Regions from separate parts of the Zea mays genome. Here regions 2 and 3 are each linked to region 1. Evidence: chromatin contacts called from public Hi-C data. All regions are on one chromosome and are shown on one strand. The core of a region is the stretch at or near the end of the contact, and the rest is flanking DNA. Distances in the headings are between cores, read along the strand shown.

Region 1 (4,142 bases), core at 468-2,967:
AAATCTGGTTTGAAACGTCTAAATCATTATCTTGATGATTTTAGAACAGTTGTTACTTTCTTGAATGCTTCAAAGCAGCGTATTGCTACTTTCAAAAGCTATTGTTTGAGTCTTGATGTTCCTCCTTGCAAATTTGGTGTAGACATGGATGTTGGGTGGAACTCTACTTACTTGATGCTTAATCATTTGGTTCCTTATCGAATCACCTTTTCTGTGTACATCCAAACTAATCATCCACCTAAGGGGGTGGCTCTTTTTTGTTAACTGATGACATTGGGTTGTTGCTAAAATATCAAATCCTTTCTTGGGCTATTCTATGATACAACTGTTGCTTTGTCTGAAGTTTATTACCCCACTTCACCTTTAATGCTACATCATATACTTAAAATTGCTAGGCATCTAACCGCTTTTGAGAATGATGAACTACTAAGAGATATTGTTGTTCCTATGAAAACAAAGTTTTTAAAATACTATAGGAACCTACCAATTATATATTCATTTGCTTTTGTATTGAATCCTAGAGCTAAAATGATGGGGTTCAATAAGCTTCTTATGAGATTGTCTGGACTAGCTGACGTTGATTATTCCATGGTTCCTAGTATTGTTCGCATGAAGTTAACTAAGATATTCTAGATATATGAAATGAAGTTTGGTGATGTGCGCTTAAGTGCACAACATCATATGTCAGCAGGTAATGTAGGTAAGGCTACAGAGGCATGAAATTATATATATGGAGATGATATCATTGACTCATCTCCTACGGATAAGCTGGAAGGACAATAGGTAATCATGTATCATCTACTGTTGCTGCTATATCTAAGTTGTATTCGTACTTAGATAGTGTCACTGTCACTCAATTTGACTATGACTTCCATCTTTTAAATTGGTGGCAGTGGCACAAGGTGACCTATCATGTGCTTTCTATACTTGCTAAAGATATTCTAACCGTGTCTTCCTCTACTATATCATAAGTGTCTACTTTTAGTCTAGCTGGTAGGGTGCTTGAGGAACGATGACAACGACTAATCCGGATATGGTTGAAGTATTGTCCTGCATAAAGGATTGGGGGTTAGTCGACATGCATAGTCAGCACATTGTGGAGAAAGAGACCAAGGAACTTGAAGCAACCGTTCAAACCATATATGGCCCGACACGACCCATTGGACATGTACAGGACATCGCACGATTCAGATTACTGAGATGGACGATGGGGGTTGCTCTCTAAATCCAGTTCAGAGGCTCCCTTTATATTCAGTGCTTTGCATGTTGGAAATGTTGTGGATATTCCTGAAAGCAGCTCTCGCTTGTTGCATTCCTCTCCATGGGGGCGATCACAAGCGCACGCGTGGGACATTGTTTTTTGCTAAGGCATCAGCTAGCGCTGCTAGCTCGTCGGGCATGGCCAGCGAGGAGGCGCGTCTGCTGAGCGTCACATGAGCACATACAGTCGGTGACCGGCCGGCGCAGCGAACAGTGGCTGCGTGAGGCGCCAACCGTACCCGTACGTGTTTGCAGATGGTGAGGCGTCTAGGACTCTAGGTACAGTGCTGCAACTGCTCCGCATGCCATGGAGAGGGGGGCGATGTTGTGGTGAGGCGGAAGCGTTGCAAAAGAGGAGCTGCTTACGCAATACAACCGTAGCTCCGGGGCTTTTGAGTAAAAGCCTCGCAATAGAGGCCATAATAAATAAGGGCGACACGCCATCCCCACCGAACCCTACCCCTACCCGCGACTTCGCTCAGCTTCCGCCGATCGGCTTGCCCCGTCGATTTCGCCAACCCCTCGACCCGATCGGCTCCATTGATCGTACCTCGTCGTCCGGTGATCCTCTCGACCGATTTTCCCCCAAAAATAGCTGCCGGAGCTCGCGATAATTCGGCGGGTTTTACTACAGTTTAGTTTGTCTCTGATGCTATCCTTGGATCGATCTCATCTTTGTCGTTGACTTGCGCAGGTTGTCGATGGCCAGGACCTCTTTCAAAATGGAGCACGACCTCGGTTGGTTTGCTTCTACTCTCTTGTCTCGTTTGCTGTTAATTTCGTGGTCCGGAATTAGGCCTCTTGCCTGTGGTTGATCGGTATAAATGTTCATATATTGAATTGAACTTGATGATGACTTGATGGTAGGTTTGTTTCTTGTCTGTGTTGCTTTCCTAAGTTTTATGGTTGGTGGTTTTAGATGTTATGTATGCGGCTAGTCGGCTACTATGGTTTAGGTTACTCTGCTTCTATGTGCTCTGTTCTGACACAGTCTGCTAATTTGGTCTTTCGTAAACCTGTTTCTATCTGGACCTGTTAGGGACAGACCATGATTTGAATTCTGGCGTACTTCAGTTTGTGTTATCATTTATCATGTAATTTGCTAAACTTTTGGGCAGAGTGTTCCCTCTGTTCTTTTTAAAGAACTTTTGCATAGTTATCCATCCATCTATTCTTAATGTGCCAAAAACTATGTAGTTTGGATCAACCTGGTAGCTTTAGTTTTGTTTTTGAAAGTACTGTTGTGATGTATGGCTCTTGTGCATCTGTTATTTCTAGGAACAATATTCTTTTTGGCAAGAATTAATAGTGTTCTTAGTTGTATTAAGGACTTGGTTAATGGACTATTAGTTTGTTCATACTTCCATGGGATTGCAGATGGTGCCATCTTCATGTTTTGGCATTTGATTTACATGACTAATTTATATTATTATGTATAATATATGGTCTGCATTTTCTTTTGATTCTAGTTTACGTGCATTGGTTCTTGGATTGAATGTACTGGTTTCAACATGTGGCTCCACCTCCTAACCAGGAAGAATTCATAGGATACTTTGCTCCTATTTGTATACGTAGTTGATTGTAGCTGTGTGTGTCAGCCTCAAATTGTTTACATCTTTTTTGTGCAATATCTTCCCCTTCTCTTAACTAGACTTTTGAACCTTATTTACTATTACAGAGAAAAGGCAGTCCGAATCTGCCAGGATCAGGGATAAGTATCCCGACAGAATTCCTGTAAGACATGTTCAGCAATTTTTACATGCATTTTTTCTGCATGCGTGCTTGATTGCTGATTTTGTCATAAATGTTTTCAGGTGATTGTTGAGAAAGCTGGCAAAACTGATGTCCCCGAGATTGATAAGAAGAAGTAAGTTGTCATCTAGATTTCTCCTATGTTCTTCTGGTAGTTTTTGCTATGTTTGCTTAAAATCTCTTCGTGTGGAACAATAATCTGCATGCTGATCATATTCAGATGATATAACACCTTTTGGATTTTAACTATTCTCATTAACATTGATCCATATTTGTTAACACCTGCAGGTACCTTGTCCCTGCTGATCTCACTGTCGGCCAGTTTGTCTATGTGGTGAGGAAGAGAATCAAGCTGAGCCCAGAGAAGGCCATCTTTGTCTTTGTGAAGAACACCTTGCCACCAACTGGTATAAATTGAATAAATATCGCTATCCATTCATCATTGCTCCTCCTGCGTTGTTATGTTCTAATTTTCTAATACTCTCTTGTGGCAGCCTCTTTGATGTCTGCAATCTACGAAGAGAACAAGGACGAGGATGGCTTCCTTTACATGACCTACAGTGGTGAAAACACCTTCGGCTCTGCCTAGAGCAATCGCCCCTGCCACTGTAAATAAACGAGCATGATGGGGCTGCTGCTATTGTAAACCTGTGTATATACCTCAGTCTCTAGTATGCTGCTGCCGGATTGCTTCAATGGCTTCAATGACACCCTTAGCTTTCAACTGTTTGGATTTCTCCTGTGACATTGAATTCCTTCGGTATCGAAACATTTGATCATTTCACTATTACTTCACTTACCTTATCTCATCAGATGCGTGATTGCTGTTTATCTGTGCTCATCGTGTTTGTTTTAAGCTGCAACTGCAATCTGCTGACGGCCAAGCTGATGCTATATTTTTCTTGATGGAATCGATAGATTCCCGCAGTAGATAAAGGGGTGTTTGGTTTAAGAAATTAATCCATCCAAAATGAGGTGATGCATCGTGAGTTAGTTCCTTAAATTTGGTAGGATGACTCATACTCAGTCCTTATATCAGTACTATCTAACTATGAAATCAAATAAAAAAGTGAGGAATAAGAACAGTACTAACTACGAAACCAAATAAAAAAATGAGGAAGTCCTTATAT
Region 2 (4,142 bases), core at 960-3,459, 220 kb before region 1:
TCTCCCACGCGAACGTTTGTAACCCCCTACTCCAAGCGCACCCGACCTGGGCGCAGGGCAACACGAAGGCCGCGGGTTTCCCCTTTTGCCTGTTCCTTCCCCCCTTTGTGCTCCGCCTCGCGCCGACTCATCTGGGCTGAGGCACGCGGCGACAATTCACTCGTCGGTCCAGGGACCCCCGGGGTCGAAACGCCGACAAATTTATAGTTTTTTGTAACATCTCCATAAATAATTACAGTGTGGTCCTTCCGTTACTTCTTATCCTACGCTCATACGTATCGAGCAGTAGCTGTAGGTTTTAATCTTTCCCTGATAATTAATCGAACGAGGGAACTGATACATTAATATAATTGCCATCTTATTTTTTAAAAAGAACTTCGACAGACCCTATTATCTTTTGCATTGAGAAAATATGTATGTTTGAGAACGGTGTCATCAGTTATATATCAAAGAAATTCTAATGTTTTTGTTCCTAAATAAATAAATTTAACAAGTTTAGATCAGAACAGATTAGTAGGATAGATAAAAGACCATAGTACTTTTATTAATTATAGTAGTTACATATTTACCGATGATTATTTGGTTACATGGTAATTATAACATTTACTACATACTTCCAATAACTTATTTGACCGCTGAAACTCGTTCCTGGATTAGAAAATTCGGGAACGACAATCAATACGAGAGAACTATGAGAAAATTGAATAAGTTAGTGAGTCATTTATAGGGTGTTGGTTTGAGAAACCACTCCATCTAAATTAAGGTGGTGCATCATGAGTTCATTCCTCAAATTTAGTGAGATAACTTTATTCCTCATATTAGTACTAACTAATTAACTATGAGGAATGAGATGGTGATAGATCAACTTATTCTATTCCACAAACCAAACAAAAATAGTGATTAGTGAGAAGATGATGATCTAGCCCATTCCTTAAACAAATCGATATGGGACAATTTCAGGAATTATAGATGTGGGGCCTATGACCGAAGGTCATACTACCCATGTTGGACCTGCCACTCCCTTTCATCCCTAAGACAGGGTTAGGCTGTCGGCCAGATTCCTTTACTCCTCCAGGAGATCTCCAAACCTCGAAAGGCATAGGCCTCCACCAGGGTCACGAACATCCATGCGTAGCATGTGTTTGGGGCCAGTTTTACACTGAGCATGCTCCACACTACCTTGGGGTATGAGTGGCCTCGAAAGCTTACACCATCAGTTGCCTCTATACGCGAGGGGTCCTGAGGACTTATACCGCTAAACACCTCAGGGCGTGAGAGGTCCTAGGGGCTTATATAGCCTCTGGTGCATAGAAGGCCTCGATGTTTTATACCATCAGACATCCTAGGACATGAGATTGAGGGTTTATGCTTGTATGCCATGGTATGTGGTCTAAAAAACTTAGTTTAGAGGATAGTTTGTACAAACTGACTCACGCTTGTGGCTCTTCTTCGGTTGAGGCTAAGAGAGGTCTCTCGGTCATGGGTCCCTAGAGCAACGGTCCCTCTATTATGGGCGAGGAAGTCAGTCTCCTGAGCGCGCCTTGGCAACAACCAAGGTATGTCCTTCTATAGGCGCGGACAACTTTCTAGATTTTTATAATCATAAAACATCCAACCAAGGTGTAAGGTTTTATGACATGTGGGGTTCAATATAGTGAAAAATAGTTCTTGTTACTATTTTTTAAAATTGTTGGTGAGGCACCCCCTGCTATGAATATAGCTCCGACCCTTCTGTGAAATGTTCCGAGTGGTAATCTACTAATATTGTCACCATTGTCGCATAATTAATTGACAGAACGACGAATTGTTGAAGACCAACTCATTAGGCTTATCTAATCCCTATAGAATGGAATTCCTTTTAATTCTCAATTCTATGTACATATTCATGCCTTTTGGATTTATTGTAGAATTTAATAACACTATTTTTAGTAATAAATAACATATCATCGATAACCAATCGTATACGGTCGTTTTCTTCTCAAGATCTCTCGGCTCCTTAGCTCAACTTTTTAAGTGCTCAGTGATATATGACACATTCTTGTTTTGTTCATTGAAATAATTTGAAGATGGGCTCAGCTGTGATTGTGTAATCAGACACGTGGATCCTTAACTAATATAGAAAACAATAAGAGGGCTATTTCGCAAAACTACCACTCCATTTGCCTTACCTTCCGGTAAAGCAATGCAACTACAACGAGCTGACAGCAAAGCAAAGCTTGAGAGGCTTTTCTCAAAAACGCGCCGTCGCCGTTTCTTCCCCCTTTTTCTTTGAGAAAATTCGCCCGCGAGATCTTTAGTTTCAGACCCCGTGTGGATTAGTCGCTGTCACGATCGAGGCGGGGCGCCAATTGCGGTGGCCACCACCTCCAATCCACTCCCCGCGGTGGCCTCGCCGAGCTGTTCTTGCTCCGTCCTCCCTCCAACTCCAAGATTTGTTTCGCACCCGATTCCTGAGCTTCCGCGGCGCTTCTTGCTGAAAAGAAAGCTCCGAGTTCTTCAGTTCTGGATCGATAGAGAGGCGGTTCCTTTGCGGGCTCTGAGGTTGGAACCTTATTCTTCTTTCACTATACAGCGTCTCTTCCTTCCTGGATCCGAGGCATGTTATGATGTGGCTCTGTTTGGGGATTAGAGTTGTTTCTTTCGTCCTGTTGTCTGAATTTTGCTTGCAGATCCAGTGTCGAATACCGTGTCTTGAATCATGGCCTTGTGAATTCCAATATAAACGTTCCTGCTTGGCTTGCTTTGTTTTGACACAAGCGTTGTACTCCTTGGGGTTTTCCCTCCAGGTTCAGCTCTCGCTCTTGATTTGTCTCATCGACGCATCAGTTGGGCTGCAGGCTTAGAGCTGGAAGGAATAATTTGACTAGAGAAATGGGGCAGTGTTGTAGCAGAGCTCCCGCCCCGGACTCTGGACGGGGAGGCACCAATGGTTATGGCTATTCTAACCAGGCAAAGCCAGCGCAAACACCTTCGAGTTACAACCCTCCTCAGCAGCCGGCCGAGGTGAGGTACACGCCGCCGGCGACGAACCCTCCGGTAGTCCCACCTGTGCCTGTGCCACCGAAGCCCACGGCGGACACGATTCTTGGCAAACAGTACGAGGACGTGCGCTCTGTCTACTCCCTCGGAAAGGAGCTTGGCCGGGGCCAGTTCGGGGTGACATACCTCTGCACAGAGGTTGCCTCTGGTAAGCAGTACGCCTGCAAGTCCATCTCCAAGCGCAAGCTTACCAGCAAGGCAGACAGGGAGGACATTCGAAGAGAGATCCAGATCATGCAGCATCTGTCTGGACAGCCAAACATTGTTGAGTTCCGGGGAGCATACGAGGACAAGAGCAATGTCCATGTGGTGATGGAGCTCTGCGCAGGTGGGGAGCTCTTCGATCGCATCATTGCCAAGGGGCACTACACAGAGCGTGCAGCTGCTACAATCTGCAGAGCAGTTGTGAATGTTGTCAACATTTGCCACTTCATGGGTGTGATGCACCGTGACCTGAAACCGGAGAACTTCTTGCTTGCGAGCAAGGAGGAGAATGCAATGCTCAAGGCCACTGATTTTGGGCTTTCCGTCTTCATCGAAGAAGGTAATGAGAATATTATGCTCTGTGGACATTTGGAATTGCATTTTTAGCTTAATAATATAAATAACAGTTGTTAGCCATATTTTTTTAACTTTGATCTGTTCAGATTCACGACGTTAGTATGTCATGTATAATCTGATTTTGGGTAATGGGAACGTATGGTGCTTCTTAATCCAAGCCATTTGGGACATGTTCAGGCAATTTCCCCCTGCAAAGTGTATACTGTATAACATGCCATAATAATTTTAGTAACTTGAAAAACTTTTGCTCCTGCCTATCTTCATAGAGAACCAGCCAAAAACTGGTGATCGATACCGTGTTCAGTTTGAGGGAAAAGCACTGAAAACAGTACAGCTGTTTCTATGTCAGTTAGGCCCTATTTGAATCCATTATCTGCTAATAGTTAGCTAGCTACTAGCTCATAGCTAATACTAGCTAGCTAACTATTCGCCAAACTAGTGACATAGTTAATAGTTGGTTATTCAACTAACAATTAGCTAGACTACTAGCTGGACCCGTTTGGATCCAAAGGATCTAATTATTAGCAGCTATTTCTATGTCA
Region 3 (4,142 bases), core at 430-2,929, 170 kb before region 1:
TGAACTGTTCGGCCTAGAAAAAAACAAACTGCACCTGATGAACAATTCCTGAACCTGGTGGAACAATAAGCATATTATTGAATGCCACAGAGCCCCACCGAAGGAAAGCGAAGCGCTCCTTGTTCCTATCGAATTCGCGCTGCATATTAGCTTGGAGGGCATTCTCTGATCTTACCACATCAGCTTGTACCGAATGATCAATGACTAGATCCACTGGAATCTGCAAGCGAATAGCAAAAAGGCGAGAAGTTGAGAAATATTAGAAGATGATCAGTGGCATGACTATCCTTACATGATGATTCTAATGTGTCTCACTGTATTGAGTGCTGCCTACCAGGGGATCAATCTTTCCAGGATCATCACCCAGTCGGGCCATAGCATCACGCATGCTTGCAAGATCAACGATAGCTGGGACACCGGTAAAATCCTTCAGAGAGAGAGAGAGAGAGAGAAAATGAATAATTATTTTACACCACATGAAGCGAAGAATGAAGTCGGTTCATTTCCACACCTGCAGAAGCACACGGGCAGGCTTGAAGGGTATCTCCACTAGCTTGGGAGCGGTATTCTCCCAGTCAATGATATTTTCGACATCCTTCTCTGTAATCTGAAAACCGTCACAGTTGCGGATGGCTGACTCCAGTAGATACCGGATAGAGTATGGCAATCTTTCTGAAAACGGAATGCATAAATGAATTACAAATTGTAAGGTTTGGTATGACGTATGTCCTACAGGATCTTCTATAAACATCGCAAACATTTCTGATCAGATAAGAAGAGCTTACCTATCCTACGATCATTCAGGGCTGGTAAGCTATAGTACTTCCCGTACTCTCCACCACCGGGCTTTGGGAGGCTTGTGAGGACATGCCCGAAGCGGCTACTACCATCGGCTGCAGCAAGGACACATACGGAGATCAATACTCCATTAAAGAGTGGTAATGAAACCACAAAGCAACGACCATTAGGAGTTCAAAACCATAAAGATCTAGAATTTATTAAAGAGTGACATGATCAGAGACATTTGACTGCTTGGAACTACTTGATCGGCCGCCAAATTAACAGCAAGGGCATGGATCTGTGCAACTTCAAATCTCCGAGCTACCCGAAATACAAACCTTGCGAATGCTGAACAACGTCGTACACCTCGCGATTCTTAAAAATGGTACTAGCGCTTGTGGAGTCCATGGTATATATCTAAAGTTGCAATATTTTAATGGTATAATTATTCCTTCTTTTAAACGTTCAATAACACTGTTTTTTTTGGTAAGAAAAGAGGGTACTGAGGAGCATTACCCATGGTGGCGACTCCGCGCCACGCAGACGCAGGCCGCTCGGTGATCGCAGCGCCTGAGCAACACCGGCACGGCGCAGCCGCCGCCGACCGGAGGAAGCGAGACGAGGTGAACGCGGGGAGACGACTCTCGGAGCAGGGCACGAAGAAGCGGGCAGCCCAAACGAGAGGGGTAGCCGCGGAGCAGGAGGAGAGGCGGCGGAGGCTGTGTCGGAGCGGTGAGGCGGCCGCTCTGTGCATCTTCGCTGCGCTGCGGCGATTGGCGAGTGATAAAGAAGAGGGGGAGCGAGCTGCGAGCTGCCCCCGCCGAAAGGAAGGCTGCTTTGGAGGGAACTCGAACCGCCAGCCGCGTCCGCGCGCGAGAAGGTGCGCGGCCCCACCGGCAGCGGACAGGTAGCCAGGTAGGAGGCACCTCTGGATACTTCGTAGGCGCGCGTGTCAGACTGTCAGACACCCCTGCCGCCACCACGAGAAAGAAACTAGTAAGTGAAGTGTCAGTTTTTAGTTTTTTTATTTACATTTCTTCTCTCACACGGACATTTCTATTTTATATATTCTACGTTATAATGTGTGTCACACTAATTATATTTAATTAGCATATAACTCATACTAACGTTACGATCCCGCAGAAGGGAAGAGAGAGAGCAACGAAAAAGAGCAGAGCTAGACATTCAGGTTTTTAAACTGCTGTCCTCAGTTTTACTGGTATCCTTATTTTTACCTTTAATTGTGTTTTTCGTTTAGTTTTACCCTTCTAATGCTATAGGGTAGAAGAGCAAAACCGAGCAAAAAAACACGACTAAGGGTAAAACCGAGGACACCAGCAAAACTAGAGGCACCAGCTTAAAAAACCCTTTTTTTAACTTCGGTTTAATTTTTCGATTTTAAAAAACTTTGGTTTTCTAAAAAATAGGAACCGATCGGTTTCCTAGAAAATGATAAACCGAGAAGTTATGTTTCGGTTTTTTACTTTGATTTTTTGGTAAAAATTGAACACCTTATACTAAAGACAACACATACAACGAGTTTACATGGTAGATTACACATAATTTTACAAAGTAAAAATATATAGGTACAAAGATTTAAAGATATATCATACATCACATACAAATAAGTGGATAACAATTTAATTGCATCACATGTTTAGTTCACATAATCAAATAGTCAAATTTCATAATTGATAAAGTTTGGTGTTATTTTGTATTTCGGTTCAATTACGGTGAAAAACTATTACGATAATGAACATCGAACTTCTTTGATAAAAAACTGAAACTGGACCGAAAAACCAAAAATTCGGTTCGGTACGATACAGATCAGTACACGATTTAAGGTAAAAAAATTGTCCGCCACTAAGGAAGAGGGAAGACGGTGGAGTCCTGGGGAGGAAGAGGGAAAGGGTGACGGGTGATCTAAATAATATTGTCTATTGAATTTAATGAGTAAGAGGGAGGGTTATCTAGTGATCTAAATCGTTGGTTTTGATTGTGTGTTAAGTCTCGGTGTAATTTTTTGGTGGATTTAGTGGAGGTTACGGGTCTAGAGGTGAATTAGTTGGGTGGGTTCTGCAAAGTTTAAACTGATGGATTATATAGTGGTACAAATATAGATGATACAATGCATCGTATGTACGACAACGAAGACCCAATGATAAGCCAGTGTGATGGTCCATCCCTACAAGAATAAAATTTAAAATTAAAGTGGCTACATGACCCACATACCAAATATTAAGCTTCAGATATTGCACTTTATATTAGCCAAAAGTCCGAGAAAGGTATGAGTTCAAAAGGAGGCCTGGCCTTTCTATAGCTAACTCGGTCGCTCGTCCTCCTTCATCTAGTGAGGTGGTACTATATGTGAGTGTTGCGCTACGTGTGGCTTCGTGTCGTGTTGGGCTTGGGTGTTTTCTCACAGTCCATCTAGAAGGTGATGACCCACGTTACTTAATGACGCACGACGACGATGGACCGCATGTTAGATCAGAAAGAAGTATAAGGACTTTTTTTGCAAAGAGGACGACGACTGAAACCAGAAAAAAGATAGAGTAGGAAGCAAATCTCAATGATGACTTTGCTTAGTGGGGAGCAAATCCCATTGCTCAAAATGTCTACGTCTATGACTTTTTAGTCATACGTTCTCATCACAACACGAGGAACTGGGCTCTAGGTTCTCGCATAGCAACCCACAAGTGTACTAGACGAATCCGTGTGTCATCCTCGCGGAAAGGGGGTGTTTCCGTCTATAGTGAAAATCACTCGCCAACAACATCTCTTCCCCACTTTTTCTATCTCATAATACGGTTCTTGTGTCCACTACTCTATGATGATACATCCTTGCTTGTTGCTTCATGTTTCTATTCTATAGAGTGAAAAGCAAATCTTAATGTTCAAAGTGTCCATGTCGATTTTTTAGTCATACAATCTCGTATTGATGGGAGGAAGGTTCTCGCACAGCGACTACCCGCAAGTGTTCCAGATGAATTCGCGTGTCATTCTCGTGGAAAGTGGGTGTTGTCGTCTATAGTGAAAAGCGCTCGCCTCCAGTGTCTCTCCCAGCTTCTTCCATCTCACAATACGATTCTTGCGTCCTCCACTCTACGACGATCCATCCCTACTTCTCAGTGCCTTCGCCGACACGAGTCTAGTATGCTCGTGCCGAGCGGAGGCAGCCATGAACTAACCTTTGCCTAACGCCGAGAACGTTATCTATCCCCGTAGCGGTGGCCGTGCGGGGCAAGGCTGGGGCCAAGGGTCATGTGCCTTCATCATCCCCGAAACAAGGGCCATATAGCTAGATGACGCCACTAACATCGAAGAAGGAGGCGCTCCAGTGCAGCATCGATTGCATCCAC

What was found. A called contact is a pair of places that touch in the nucleus more often than the background predicts.
Region 2: a Hi-C map of leaf shows a contact between it and region 1, with 7 times the contacts expected there. The contact joins the promoter of LOC542226 here to the promoter of LOC100240694 in region 1. A contact is called at or near these places in 4 of 25 Hi-C or Micro-C datasets (ear, leaf and tassel).
Region 3: a Hi-C map of leaf shows a contact between it and region 1, with 6 times the contacts expected there. The contact joins the promoter of LOC103647708 here to the promoter of LOC100240694 in region 1. A contact is called at or near these places in 3 of 25 Hi-C or Micro-C datasets (ear, leaf and tassel) and 1 of 3 datasets of contacts at active chromatin or transcription factors (leaf).

Annotation. Positions count from the first base shown.
Region 1 is chr2:209,391,307-209,395,448 of Zm-B73-REFERENCE-NAM-5.0, reverse strand. It overlaps LOC100240694, which reads left to right and starts at 1,717. Exons shown (of 6, transcript NM_001144020.2): 1 at 1,717-1,821; 2 at 1,955-1,998; 3 at 2,939-2,994; 4 at 3,075-3,127; 5 at 3,301-3,419; 6 at 3,507-3,807. The coding sequence starts at 1,962. The coding sequence ends at 3,601.
Region 2 is chr2:209,615,255-209,619,396 of Zm-B73-REFERENCE-NAM-5.0, reverse strand. It overlaps LOC542226 (calcium-dependent protein kinase), which reads left to right and starts at 2,209. Exons shown (of 9, transcript NM_001111836.1): 1 at 2,209-2,541; 2 at 2,787-3,583. The coding sequence starts at 2,872.
Region 3 is chr2:209,559,183-209,563,324 of Zm-B73-REFERENCE-NAM-5.0, reverse strand. LOC103647708 (putative aconitate hydratase, cytoplasmic) reads right to left here and starts at 1,679. Exons shown (of 20, transcript XM_008672222.4): 1 at 1,297-1,679; 2 at 786-893; 3 at 512-672; 4 at 335-427; 5 at 35-220. The coding sequence starts at 1,534.